Linked DNA regions of Rattus norvegicus: region 1 is linked to region 2. The links are chromatin contacts, called in public Hi-C maps. All regions are on one chromosome and are shown on one strand. The core of a region is the stretch at or near the end of the contact, and the rest is flanking DNA. Distances in the headings are between cores, read along the strand shown.

Evidence for each region. Hi-C and Micro-C count contacts between places; a contact is called where the count stands out from the background.
Region 1: a contact with region 2 is called in a Hi-C map of liver, with 2.3 times the contacts expected there. The contact joins two enhancer-like sites. A contact is called at or near these places in 3 of 12 Hi-C or Micro-C datasets (kidney and liver).

Annotation. Positions count from the first base shown.
Region 1 is chr2:35,074,074-35,080,471 of GRCr8, reverse strand. No RefSeq gene overlaps it. Among named protein-coding and RNA genes, the nearest start is that of Pik3r1, 380 kb to the right of the region's middle. Within about 2 kb of position 3,626, at least 4 of the 93 cell types and tissues checked have an H3K27ac peak or open chromatin away from gene starts, as enhancers often do. A contact at or near this core is called in liver, where this site is marked.
Region 2 is chr2:34,998,085-35,004,465 of GRCr8, reverse strand. No RefSeq gene overlaps it. Among named protein-coding and RNA genes, the nearest start is that of Pik3r1, 300 kb to the right of the region's middle. Within about 2 kb of position 3,820, at least 2 of the 93 cell types and tissues checked have an H3K27ac peak or open chromatin away from gene starts, as enhancers often do. A contact at or near this core is called in liver, where this site is marked.

The DNA.
Region 1 (6,398 bases), core at 2,377-4,876, 76 kb before region 2:
TTAGTTCCTGCTCCCAGGTTTCTTCCCCAACTCCCTTCAGTAATAGATTGTGATGTGGAAGAAAAAGGGAAATAAACCCTTCCTTCCCAAGTTGACTTTTGGTCATGATGTTTTATCACATCATTAGAAACCAAAAGACAAGGCTAGAAGTCAAAGATAAAGCTGTCAGAAGGCTTGACTCCTGTACAGAGTAGTGAGAGAGAGTCTATTCCATGCTTCTTGCCTAAATTAATTTGGATAGTCAATCATCTTTGCCTCTTTGTCTGATCCCTACTTTCATCCTCATGTGGGATTTCTCCTTTGTGGTGGTATCTGTGCCCAAATCTTCCCCGTATAATGCATTGGCTTTCTTGGGCTAGAGTCCACCAGAATGATTTCAGCTTATCTATTTACAGCTGCAATAACCGGACTCCAAGGTCACATTCACACGAATGTGGAGGAGATACGGCTCATCTTGAAATGGCCGTCAAATATTACACTATCATGAAGAAAACCTGGGTCTTTGGTTTGTGACCCTCCAATCCAGGAATATGGATTTAAAATTAATAAGTCACGGTAGACCACTTCAGAAACGAGCCACAGAAATCACCTCCAATTGATCACTATGACCTAGAATGGAAAAGTACCATGAGAAAGAGAACTTTATTACAGATTGATTACATTTTGAAGCCACAGCTCCATATTTGCACAACCCTAGGTTGGTTCTAAAGTTCTTGGAATCCATTAACTTTTGGAAATGAAGTAGAACCCAAACACTTCACAGACAGGTGTAAGGAGACGAGGAATCAAGAAATGGTATCCATCATCATCTTGGGAAAGTTGGTAGTGAGTATGAGAGGTCAAAACACTCTCTGCTTCCAGCCAGCTTTAACTGATAGAAAACTGATATAAGGTATTGATAGTAGATAGATGTTAAAGGGAAAAATAAATGAAAGAAAACTGTAAAGGTAGCTTGTCAATGGGCAGCAAATGCCCATTATAGATGTCTAGATAGCATTGGGTATGAATTATACATCAGTGCTCCTGAGGAGGGCAAGAAGAGTGGCAGAGTTTGGCCTCCAACCACACTCTGATCTCTATGGGTTTTGAGAATTTCTGTGTTGTAAACCCTTCAAAAAAGAGAAATACATTTATTTCCTAATAATATTGGTATAAAGAAGAACATATCCTGAGGTTCTGGCTTAACATTCATAGAACTCGCTGCCCTTGTAGAGGGGCAGTATTTGGTCCCAGCGCCCACACTGGGCCTACAATCTCCTATAACAGTGGTTCTGAGGGATCCCAGGCCCCCTTGAGATCTCCATGATCATGAGGTGCATGGACGTACGTGCAGGCAAAGCATTTGTAACACATGCTATGAAACAAATAAACCTCTTTTTAAAATATCAGTATATTGACAATACATAGTAAACATTATTTCTTATCTAAAATTTCACATTTTTTCTTCTCATTTTTAAAGCAGTTAAATCATTCTTATTGATCCTGGGAGAATTTGGAATGTTAGCACTGGGCTCACTGTGCCTAACCATAAAATGTCCCTGAATAGATGGGTCAACTTTTGATTATATGATATTCAAGGTCCTCTAGAGGACAAGAGCCACTGGAATAGATATTAGGGACATAAACATGAGAGATTGGTTAAAGAAGTAGAGACACCAGGAGCCTGGCACAATCCAAGTCTCAGAACCAGGGAAGCAGGCTCTGTAACTGTCTTTCTGATGCTAACGTTTTGAGGACTCAGGGAATGTATGCTTTAAGTACCAGAGCACAAAAAATTAGGGAGTTCCAGAGTCCACAGATCAGAGAAAGACACATTCCTATGCCCCTTGCTTTTCTTCATTCTGGGCACCCTTCATTGATCACATCAGTCTACATTGAGGGCAGATCTTTGTTATCCAGTTCTAACTTACAAGCTGTTCCCTTGAAACCTCTTTGTAGACACACTGAAAGCAATGCTGTACCAGGTCTTCAGGAAATCCTCAACCCAGTAAAGTTGACAAAAATTTTCTACCATCTACCCCAATGCATAGGATATACGTGTTAACGCCAAATGGAGGTTAGAGCCCACGGAGCCATGTGCTCACGTTGCATTGGCAAGGCAGCAGTAAGAGACATGTGAGAAGTCCATTATTTGAATGAAATAAACCAACCCCTTCTGTGAATTCAGGTTTGAGGCCAACTCTGTACTGCTGAGTTCCTTTAGAACAGGACAAAGGAGACACTGAGTCCTCTGGTAAATCCTGCTGCTGCTTCCTTATTACTACCTGAGCTTTGTACCACTGCTCATACCAGTGCTGCAGTCTCCACCATTTCTCTCCCTGTAAACAAGTCAAGGTAGTTAACAGGAAAGTCAGGCCAATTCAGTGGGCTTCATCATCAGGGAGAGAGCAAAGGAAGAGGAGAAGCGATAAGTTTGAGGCACATTTCTCAGGATCCTTTGAAGGAGAGTCTAGCTTGGGTGGGGTTGCATGACAGGAGAGAGGAATCACAAATATGAAGCGTGATGAGACCGTTCCAGGCACTTTGCCTCATACAGAACATCCGCCATTGCTTCTTTGGATATCCCCTCGTTATCTCACAGGTGAAGAGAATGCAGCATCTGGACTTGAGGTAAGTCTTTTGAGCTTTCACATCCAGATGTAAGATTTCCCTGTATACAGAATTTACAATATAAACAGGAGCACCACAAGAAGAAGTGAAAACAAAAAGACTTGTCCCTCCCTCTGCTGGGTTTGTTTGACCTACGTTTTCACATGGAACTGTAGCACCCAAGTTCAGTGTTGCTGGCAACCCAGAGATAGTCACAGATATTTCTAGGCTAATTATCTAAATTGAGGGAAAGACTCTGTTTTTCAGTACTGGACTATGGCATCATAGGTTTTCTATCTAGGTTGTATTTTGTATTTAAATATGTTTTCTTCCTGAAAGTCACCCTGAGTCGTAGCGTAGCTCTGCAGTGGCGACCACCTAAACACATCGTCTGACTTCGAGAATTCAATCATGGGCTTCAGAGTGCACTGCTGCCTTTGCTTTAAGAAAAATAAGCAAGAGTAGAGAAAAACAGCGGACAAGATATTTCTTCTTCAAGATTCTATTTGTCATCTAGACCTCTGGAAGCAAAGCACTAGATAGGCTTCCCTGAATAGCATGATTAATTAGTTCCTCAGACCACAGTTACTGCATGTAATTGGGGTGCCTTTTCATTTGATTTCCTTTGTAAACGGTTCTACCGTTCTCAATTTCCTTCGTGCTCTTGTTCTTCCTCTTAGAAGTGTAAGTTTAGCAAATCAGCCTGGGTGAGAGGAGATTGTCTCGGTGGTCTTCTGTCATCATAGAACACCACAGACTTTTTCTATTTTAGGAATGAAATGCCCTTGAGGGCCAGCCTTGTAAGGTTTATAATTCCCCTTGGTGGCCACACACTTCATGATCCTTTCAAACATAGATCTCAACAGGAAAGAATGACTTGATAACCTGTCAAATAGTTCCAGGATCTGCAAAGATACCACGCAGAAGCTGTCTTATCACTGTGAAAACGTGTTCTATTCTCTGACTATCATCTGAGTTCATCTTCCCTTCTGCTTTACACCTCTGACCTTTGCTACTGCTTCTCAGTAAGAGCTTTCAGCCTAGACCACAGAGAACGTGCTGTGTGTTCTATGCCACACACTGTATGTTACCTGTGTTACACTGCACATGGGCATCTGGGTGTGCCAGACCTCAAATATGCTACTAAGGCTTCACTATGAACCACCAGTAGTTGTCAATCCTGAGATTCACCTGAAAAAATCCAATTCCAGCATTGTGGCCAAATTTAAAGCAAGCATTATTAAATATTAACTATGGACCAAGAGATGGACTTTGGCCAGACCCAGTCCCTGGAATTTCCCAGCCAAAATGACCCCGAGTCACATGTAGCCGAGGCTTATAGGGATAAACCTATAGGCCACTGTACTTTCCCATGAGGCTTTGTTATTTTCCAAGAACCACAACTCCCAGCATTCCAGGAAGTTACCAAGTTCTTGACCTATTGAGGCTTACAGGCTAATTTTGAGCATTAGGTAACATCTCCAAATCCTTCGCTTTTTTTCTCTATAGTGGGTTGGTCTGATGCTGCTTGTATTTTAATGCTATTACTGGTTCCTTAAGACCCCAGAGGTGAGAAAGTCCACATGTAGATCCAAGTGACATTATGTGACCTTGCTCCCAAGTTTTTTCTGATTGGTAACTAAAATTGCTGACAGCCAATAGCTGGGCAGAAGAGACGTAGGCTTTTCAGGATGGAGGTCAGAGGAGAAACAGAAGGCAGAGGGGAGAAGGTAAACAGAGGAGAAGCTTCCATGGGTTAGGTGAGTCATAAAACTGTGGCCCTGAGAGCTGGCCAATTGGAGTTAAGAGCAGCCCAGATGAAGTATAGTAAGTAATAACTAGTAGTTATCAATAGGAAAGTAGATTCTAAGAGCATACAGGGTAGATATCTGCCCAACTCTTGTGCTGGTTGAGGCTTATTGTAAATAATAAAAGTTGTGTGTCCTTTACCTGGGAACTGAATGAGCAGGGCAGGTTCAACCTCTGAGTTGGGGTTAAATGATTTCTCCATTTCCCCATTATGCCTCAGATACTGTTAGCTCAGCTCAGTTCCATTTCTTCTTTAAGAGGTATTTCAAAAGTGTGTTTAACTCCCGCACAGTGGTGGCACTTTGTCTTGTACTAATTTACAATCATTTTAAAAGAATGATTGTCAGATAGAGCCAAAAATTTCTTTTAAAGTATTGAATATATGAGATTATATGTAATGTCTGTGATGTGCATGATTATTAATCATATATGTACATTAGTGCCATGCAGACTAGAGTCACACTAAAGCAAAAGGGGTGTAATGAAGTAATTGTTGGGGAAGTCTATAACTTTTTCAATATAGGGCTAATCACACTTGTGTCTCCATTTACTGACTGCTCCTGAGACTTACAGATCTCTCTTATGACTTCAAACCAGAGCCGATTGTCCAATCTTCCACCGGCAGAGATTCAATTATAAGTAGAACCATAGATGAATATGTTTAGGAAACAGGACCAGCAGGTACGGAGCAGCACAGTGAAACCTTTGAAAAGTCATAAGTTGGTCTACTGTGGCCCAAATTCATCTTTTTGTTTTATTGTTGTTTGTTTGATTGTTGTCCTGACATCATCCCCGAAACCCACACAGTACAGGTAGGATTTCTGAGAACTAAAATGAACCTAAAATTGTGTCCTAACAGTTTCATTGATTTTCATTAATCATTCAATTCTTCCCTCTAAATCTTGGAGCATCATTGAAAATCAAGCTTTTGTTTACCAGAGACAAATTTATACTCCATCAAAGGTCAAGTTATCATCCTCCAAAAGGTTAGTTAGAGATGGCTGGCTTGAAGGGCGATACAAGTTGAATTTGCAGCACTCTGCTCACCCCATCAAGTAGACCTGCCTTCCTTGCCACCCTTCTTAGCTCAACCTGCCTTCTTCCCACTATGACTCGAAAACAAGAATACATCAATGTATTTGAGAGAATCCAATGATTTGAGTCTAGGAATCACTTATTCCCAATATACCTTCAATGATGAATTTCTTTGACCTCTTCATCTAAAGTGAATTGCCCTTTCCTTTTAGGAATGAATATCTGATCAATTAATCATTACCAAAAATGTGTATGGTTCTTAAAAGTGCTTTATGTTTTATATACAGATAAATATTTATTGAGAAAATATGTGTTCGAAATGAAGAATTTCCAGGGCTTCAGTAGACAAAGGCAGTTGTTGCCAAGCCTGGAACCCTGAGTTTGATCCCCAGTTCCCCATAGCAGAAGGAGAGAACAGGCTTCCACAAGTTGTCCTCTAGCTTACATGTGCTCTATGGCATTCAATGCGCACAAAATTAATGAAGAAATTAATCAAAATGAAAATAACCTGAAAGATTAGAGATAAACTACCTATGCTACCTGAATTCCAACTCGAGAAACTTGAAAAGAAGCAAAGGATTTTGTTTTGTCTACAGCGGCTGGTAGGTTGTTTTTTCTCAGAGAGAACGACTTCATACAAAGCAAATCTTGGAGAAAATAGGGAGTGATTAAGAGGTTAAGGGAAGGATCCAGATCTTCAGGTAGGCCTAATCGTTGTGCTTCTTTTAGCCTAAACTTGTAAACCTCAGGATATGTTCACAACTAAATTAATCACTGTTTACATACCTTACATTAATTTTCTTCGGCCATTATTTATTCTAAGTTGACCTATTGACTTGTGATAATTCATTATTTCTTTTATGTTTAGTTTGGGCTTATTCTGGGCAGGGGTTTGTGCATGTATTTGGGGGTTTTATTTGTTGATGTTTTCATTGAGGATTTCTTTTTTTTTTTTAAGGTTTATT
Region 2 (6,381 bases), core at 2,571-5,070:
AGTGCGTGTCTTTAACTCCAGCACTCAGGAGGCAGAGGCAGGCAGATCTCTGAGTTCAAGGCCAACCTGGTCTACAGAGTGAGTTCCAGGATGGCCAGGGCTACACAGAGAAATCTATCCAAAAAAAAAAAACCTGAAAGAAAAAAGTCATATATCTTTATAAAATAGACAAGTGTCTATACAGAGTAAAGCCATGCCCAGAGGACATAAGTATGTCTTCTGCACATTTCATGATTGTCTTATGTCTTTAGGATACTCTAGCAAAATAAATTTGTCTGAGTAACTTATATAGCACAGGAATTTATTACTCACAGTTCTGGAAGACAGAAATTCCAAGGTGAAAGTGCCAGGAGGATTGCTGTCTCATGGGGACCCACTCTTCACAGATGACAGCTTTTGTTTCCTCACTTGGACAAGGGGCTAAACAGGCTCCTTCAAAGCTTTTGTATATATAAGATATTAATTTCATTTGTACTGGTGACCTCTCATGACTTGATCACTTCCAAAGAGAAGGACTTTTCCTGTTGAAACCATCACCTACTGAGGGAATTTTTAACCAGTGAATTTGGATGAGCACAAACATTTGGGCCATGGCAACAGTTTTCTAACAATACCCATAGAGGTTTCACACTTAAGGAGTAAGAAGGCTAAGGTATTTATTCATTAATTCCAGCTTACCATTGACTGGGGACTTTTAATCCTCCATCCCTCCTGCTTTCTGTGCACACAGACCTAGGACCACATCTGAGAGTAATAGTGGAGAGGCCACAGGTTAATATCCAGGGGAAATGGAAGGGTAGGAAAAGAGGACCCTGAGACCTTCCACTCTGCCTGTCCTTTCTGTTTACTTGTTGATTGGACACATTCTTAACAGAATGTAAATTCCCCAAAGGTTAGGCATGTTATACTTAGTTTGCACTATTTCCCCAAATGTAGCCTATTGTGCAACACACAGAAGGCAGCCAATAAATTGTTGGGGAATACTGTTGAATAAATAAAGACTGGGCCTTTAAGATGGGTTGCAGCCCTGACTTAGAGGAAAGAAGTTTGAGGGAACTCTCAGAGGCTCATGCAATCCAGCTTAGTGTAGTGTCCTTGGATACCATCAACTCAGAGTGTTGCCAGTTATTTCATGGTCAACCTCCACCCACCCCAGTTGTGTTCACATCAAGAACAGAAGAACACGGAGTACAGACTGCTTTCAACATACTTGAAAATGACTAGTGTCACAATATTATACCTCCCACTCACTGTGAACCTCCGTGCATTACTATGCCTGTCGGTTGGTTTGCTTTACAGACCTTGTATATGCACTCCAAGATGTGGAACAAAGAAAACATAAAATAGCAGAGGAACACTTCTTGTGCTGGATGCAATGTACTGGCCAGGAGAGAGCTCAGGAAAGACTGAAAAAACTAAATTGCACGGAGGCCTCAATGAACAGACTCAGGAGCTGTCCTGCTTTTATTAAGTAGCCAGATGGCTTTCCAGAGTAGCCAGAAGAGTAGACAGGTCCCAGATGACAAATGGTAAGGGGCCCTCCCTGTGGGCAAGTGTTTGAGACAATGTGTTGACATTAGGCACGGAATAAATCCATAACTGTGCTGTTCATGCAAATTCTCAAAGAAAAGCAGGTGCTGTGCACTGACCTTACCCAAATCAAACTCTGCTGGGGAAAATAGCCCAATTCCTCTACATTCAATTTCAGCAGTTCATTCCCCTATCCCCCTCTATCCCCCCAAAAACCTTGCAAAACAATTCCAAACAAAACAAAGTAGGAAAAAAATTAGCTTGCAAATTGTCTTTTGTTTGAAATGGTTGACATATGTATGGTGGAAATCTCAAGTCACAACTGTCTGCTTAGAATCTACTTACCTTAAGTAGACTGTTCATGAATGTATCATATTGTCAGATCACATGAAAATATTATATATATTTATATATATATATATCGTGCATCTTTACAGGTGCTAATGCCACATATCCCTGTCATTAAATGGCATTTAGATTCAGAGAAATCACTACAGATCACTTAGGTTTTCTGTGATAATGAGAATACTCTTTGTACTTTTGGGTATACTAATATTTGTTATATTTTTTCAGAAGAGAGGGCTTTAAGAGTCAGAACTCCTCAGCTGACTGATCTAGAGTGAACCAGTGGTCTCCACAGAATAAAAGAACAATTGTTAAGCTACCTTATCTCCTATTACTATTCAAGAATGTACACTTTGAGATGATTTAGAAAATAGACAATCATTCACTAAAAAAAGACTACTGTAGAAAGGTACTGTTTAGTTTTGACATCAAAAATATTTTTTTACTTTTATAGTGATAAGCATACTAAATAAAAGGTAAGTATGTAGAACAATTTTAAAAATATAAGTAGGACTTAGAAAAGGAGTTAAGAGAGTCTTGAAGAACCAAAAAACCTGTCACTTATTAGTGAAAACAGAGCAGGAATGTAGCTTGTAGGAAAATGAATGAAGCCCATGATTCCATCATGATCACTATAAAAACCAGGTAGCTGATGTGTCCCTATAATCCCAGAACTGCTGAAGAAGAAGAAAGAGGATCCTCAGCTATATAAGGAGTTCAAAGTCAGCCTGGAAAACAGGAGACCCTGTCCTCTCTCTCTCTCTCTCTCTCTCTCTCTCTCTCTGTCATAGACACAGACTACATGATAGATATATAGATAGATACATGATAGATAGATAAATAGATAGATAGATAGATAGATAGATAGATAGATAGATAGATAGATAGATAATATACAAAGAGGTGATAGAGACAGATGATGGATCAATGAATGATAGATGATAGTTGACAGCTAGATGATTGATAGACAGATGATAGATAGGTAGATAGATAGATAGATAGGAAGGAAGGAAGGAAGGAAGGAAGGAAGGAAGGAAGGAAGGAAGGAAGGAAACCAAAAGATGATAGGATACCTACAGGTGAGAATGAAGGCTTCTGATAGAAGGATCAGGGCTCTGCTCTGGCCAATTCTAGTCAAAGGATAATTTACCCATTCAAAATCAGATAAAATTACCTCCAGTTCTTGCCTGTTCTAAAAATCCAAGCATTTTTACTCTCAGCAAGGGATTATGATAGGGACGAAATGTTACTTTATTCAGTTGCATTTAATATGTAAAAGAGAAAGACTCCTTCCATATAAGTCATATGTCAGAGTTAAAGTGGAAACTTAAGGGTTCTTTGGAAAGTCTGCTGTGTTGTACTTTGCTGGGGCAAACACATGAAGAGGTGTTTTCCTGAAGTAGACACAAGCGAAAGGACATTCCACTAAGGCAAGTGTATGAAAGGACATGTGATGAAGGATTCTTTGCCAATTACATGCATGTATTGATCTGCCTTACATTGCATAGCTGAACTCCATTTGTCAGGATGCCATAGAGAAAAATGTACCAAAGAAACCTTTGATGGTGTGTCATGGCTTCTTGCCACTTCTGTGTATTTTGGCCAATTGGCAGAGTGATGTCAGTTGATACAGACTTACAAGCTGAGGCAAGACAAATAATGAGGCAAGACCCATGGAGGACAAGTAATGTTTGGAGGGAGTATAAATAGGACTTAACAGACAGTGACAAAGAGAATGATTCAGGCTTGATTAGGCTTGGCTTGCTGGTAGAGCTAGCTGTGCAATGCTTGTTGGTCTCACAGTTTTGCTGATCTTCATTTCACTGAGAGAGGCACAGCTAAGAACTTCTCCTGGCTTCCCTGTTGGTCCCTCCTATTGACCTGTGCTGATTCAGCTGAGGCCTAACTGTTCCTGCTAGGTCATGCCACTATTGCTGTTATCCCGACACTGCTGAACTGGACTGCTAGTATATCCATGAAGTGTTTGCAAGTGGATCAAGTTGCCACTGCTGACCTATGAACTGAACATTGATTTCCTGACAGTGTAGATGGGATTTGCTCCAAAGAACAATTTCTAAATAAGTTTGCTTCCCCCATAGTCTTTTACTCCCACTACGTCTGGTAGATGGTAGGCTAGAAGGGATGTTAAAGCATTTAAAAACTATCATTAAACGTAGGCTTTAAAAAAGTTAAAGTTACACAGAATAGCTAACTTGATGGCCATTCCAGGAGGAGCAATAACTTGGAACTCAAGCACACACACGCACATTCAGGTTCATGTGCAGTTACACACAAATACTTGTATATGAATGGGGAGGTTAGAGGTTAGAGGTCGCAGTTTAGGGAACAACTTTAGACTTTGTGCATAGTACATAGCTGTTTCTGCTTACTTGCCTCCCTAACGCTCATTTTTCACTGAACATGGTTCTCAGCAACTAGGAAGACTGGAGACACATGAGAACAGACTAGCTGCTGCATAGGAGCTCTATCTGGGTTTATCCCTAAAGCTGCAGAGGGAGCAACTGGGTTTTGAGAACATCTCAGTGGAACAAAACAGCCTGCAAGAAGTCTTGGATCCAGCCCACTGAAATCTCAAAGTTTTATTTTCCTCACCTATAAATTGAGACTAGTAAAATTCCTCTCTGCACCTATGTCTCATAAGGATGCTGTATAGAATAAAGAATTTTCCAATGCTTAGAATATTGTTATCCAAGTATACAGTCCTCCCTCAGTCTGCGTAGGGGACTGTTTCCAGGACCACCTACAGATACCAATATCTGTGGCTGCTCTGATCCCTTATATAAAATGAAATAATATTTGCATGTAGCCTGAACATGTCCTTCACAGTACACTAGAGACACTAATAAATAGTCATACTGCTGTAGAGGAATTTTAATCCAGCATCATGGCTGCTCTGGCAAGAGATCATATCCAAAGACCTTCTAGGTCTGTGTGACCCAGCTGGAATACAGACATGGCTTTAATCCCAGAAGACAGAGACAAACATATATCTGAGTTCAAGGCAAGTCTGGTACAGAGCAAATTTCAAGTAGAGTAAAGCTTATGTTCAGTCATGGTGGTACCTACCTTTAATCCCAGCACTCAGGAGATAGAGGCATGCAGATCTCTGTGTTTCGGTCAGTCAGCTGGGTTAAGGCAGTGAGTTAAGAGGCAGTGCAGTGCAGTGGAGTTTGTGGCAGTTCATGGAGTTCAGAGGCAACTTTTACAGGGATAGTTGTACGAAGGTTGCAGAGAGAATAAGCTAAACACAGGTAAAGACAGATCAAGCCAGAGAATGAGAAGGAGGTAGAAGATTAGAACAGATTGACAGAGTTACTTTGAGACCAATCAGAACAATTCAGCAAGAAGCTAAGAGAAATCAGATTGAATCAGTCAGCTTGGAGAGAGTTTGGGCCAGGATAGGTGAGTTGAATCAGCCAGCCAAAGTTCGGAAAGAACTAAAAAAGATGAGCTTATTCAGTAGTAAGTCTCTGAGACCACAATTGCATCAGGTAAATATGTTACTGTTACATACTCTATTGTTTATAGCATAATGACAATAAAGCCATACAAGTTCAATATGGGATTAAATAGTTTTCCAGATATTTTTCATCCAGTCGCTAACTCCACAGATATGAGAGGCTGGTTCCATGACATCCCTCTAAAGAGCTAGATATTAAATCTGAGAAAACATGAAGATCCAAGAATAGGATCACTGGCTGATGCTGATATATTTTTCTTGCCAGGGACATTTTGGTAGAAGAATCCAGGGATCTGTCTTGAGTAATAGCTAACTTGTATGGATGGTCCCTGGAGACACTACTAACATTCTTGGTACAGCAGTATGACTCCAGTTAGGCATTGACAAAACCTATTTGTTGTTTCCAATAATCTTACCATCACCCACAATGAGATCACTGTATACATTCTTTATGTCTTCTCTGTGCCCTTGATCCTTCTGGGCTCATGACTGAAAATGGGACCAAAACAAACTTTCCATGCAGGCAGGGGACCCAGAATCTCATCTACCTGCTACGACTGAGCTCACTCTCAACTTTGTTCTTCTTGTCAATATGTGAGGAGGACGTGACTTTACATAGTAGTGAACTAAATAAACTTCTGTTTCACACCTTCTTGTATATTTGCAACCAAGGAAAAGAGATTTGCATTTTTTTTGTCCCGATGACAATTACTAATGGTGAGAAATCGTCCTTTCCTTCCCATTGCTAGTAAAGATCCTTCATGTTGAAACAACTTGCCCAATGACGTCTAAGGTTCTACACAATCATGCAGTGCAAAGACTGCCAGCACAAGATTGGAAAAAGAAAAACGTCATAAGAAGTTCTCCTTGACAACGTTGTGTTCTCTGGGTACCGGCTAGAGCTGGATCAATATAGCAGCTAATTGGAAATCCCCAGCTCTTCAGATCCCTGCCTTCTTGCTGTGAGTTAATAAGAAAGGGGAGTTAATAAAGAAGCAGAAGACAAATCTGAATTGAACTTTTAA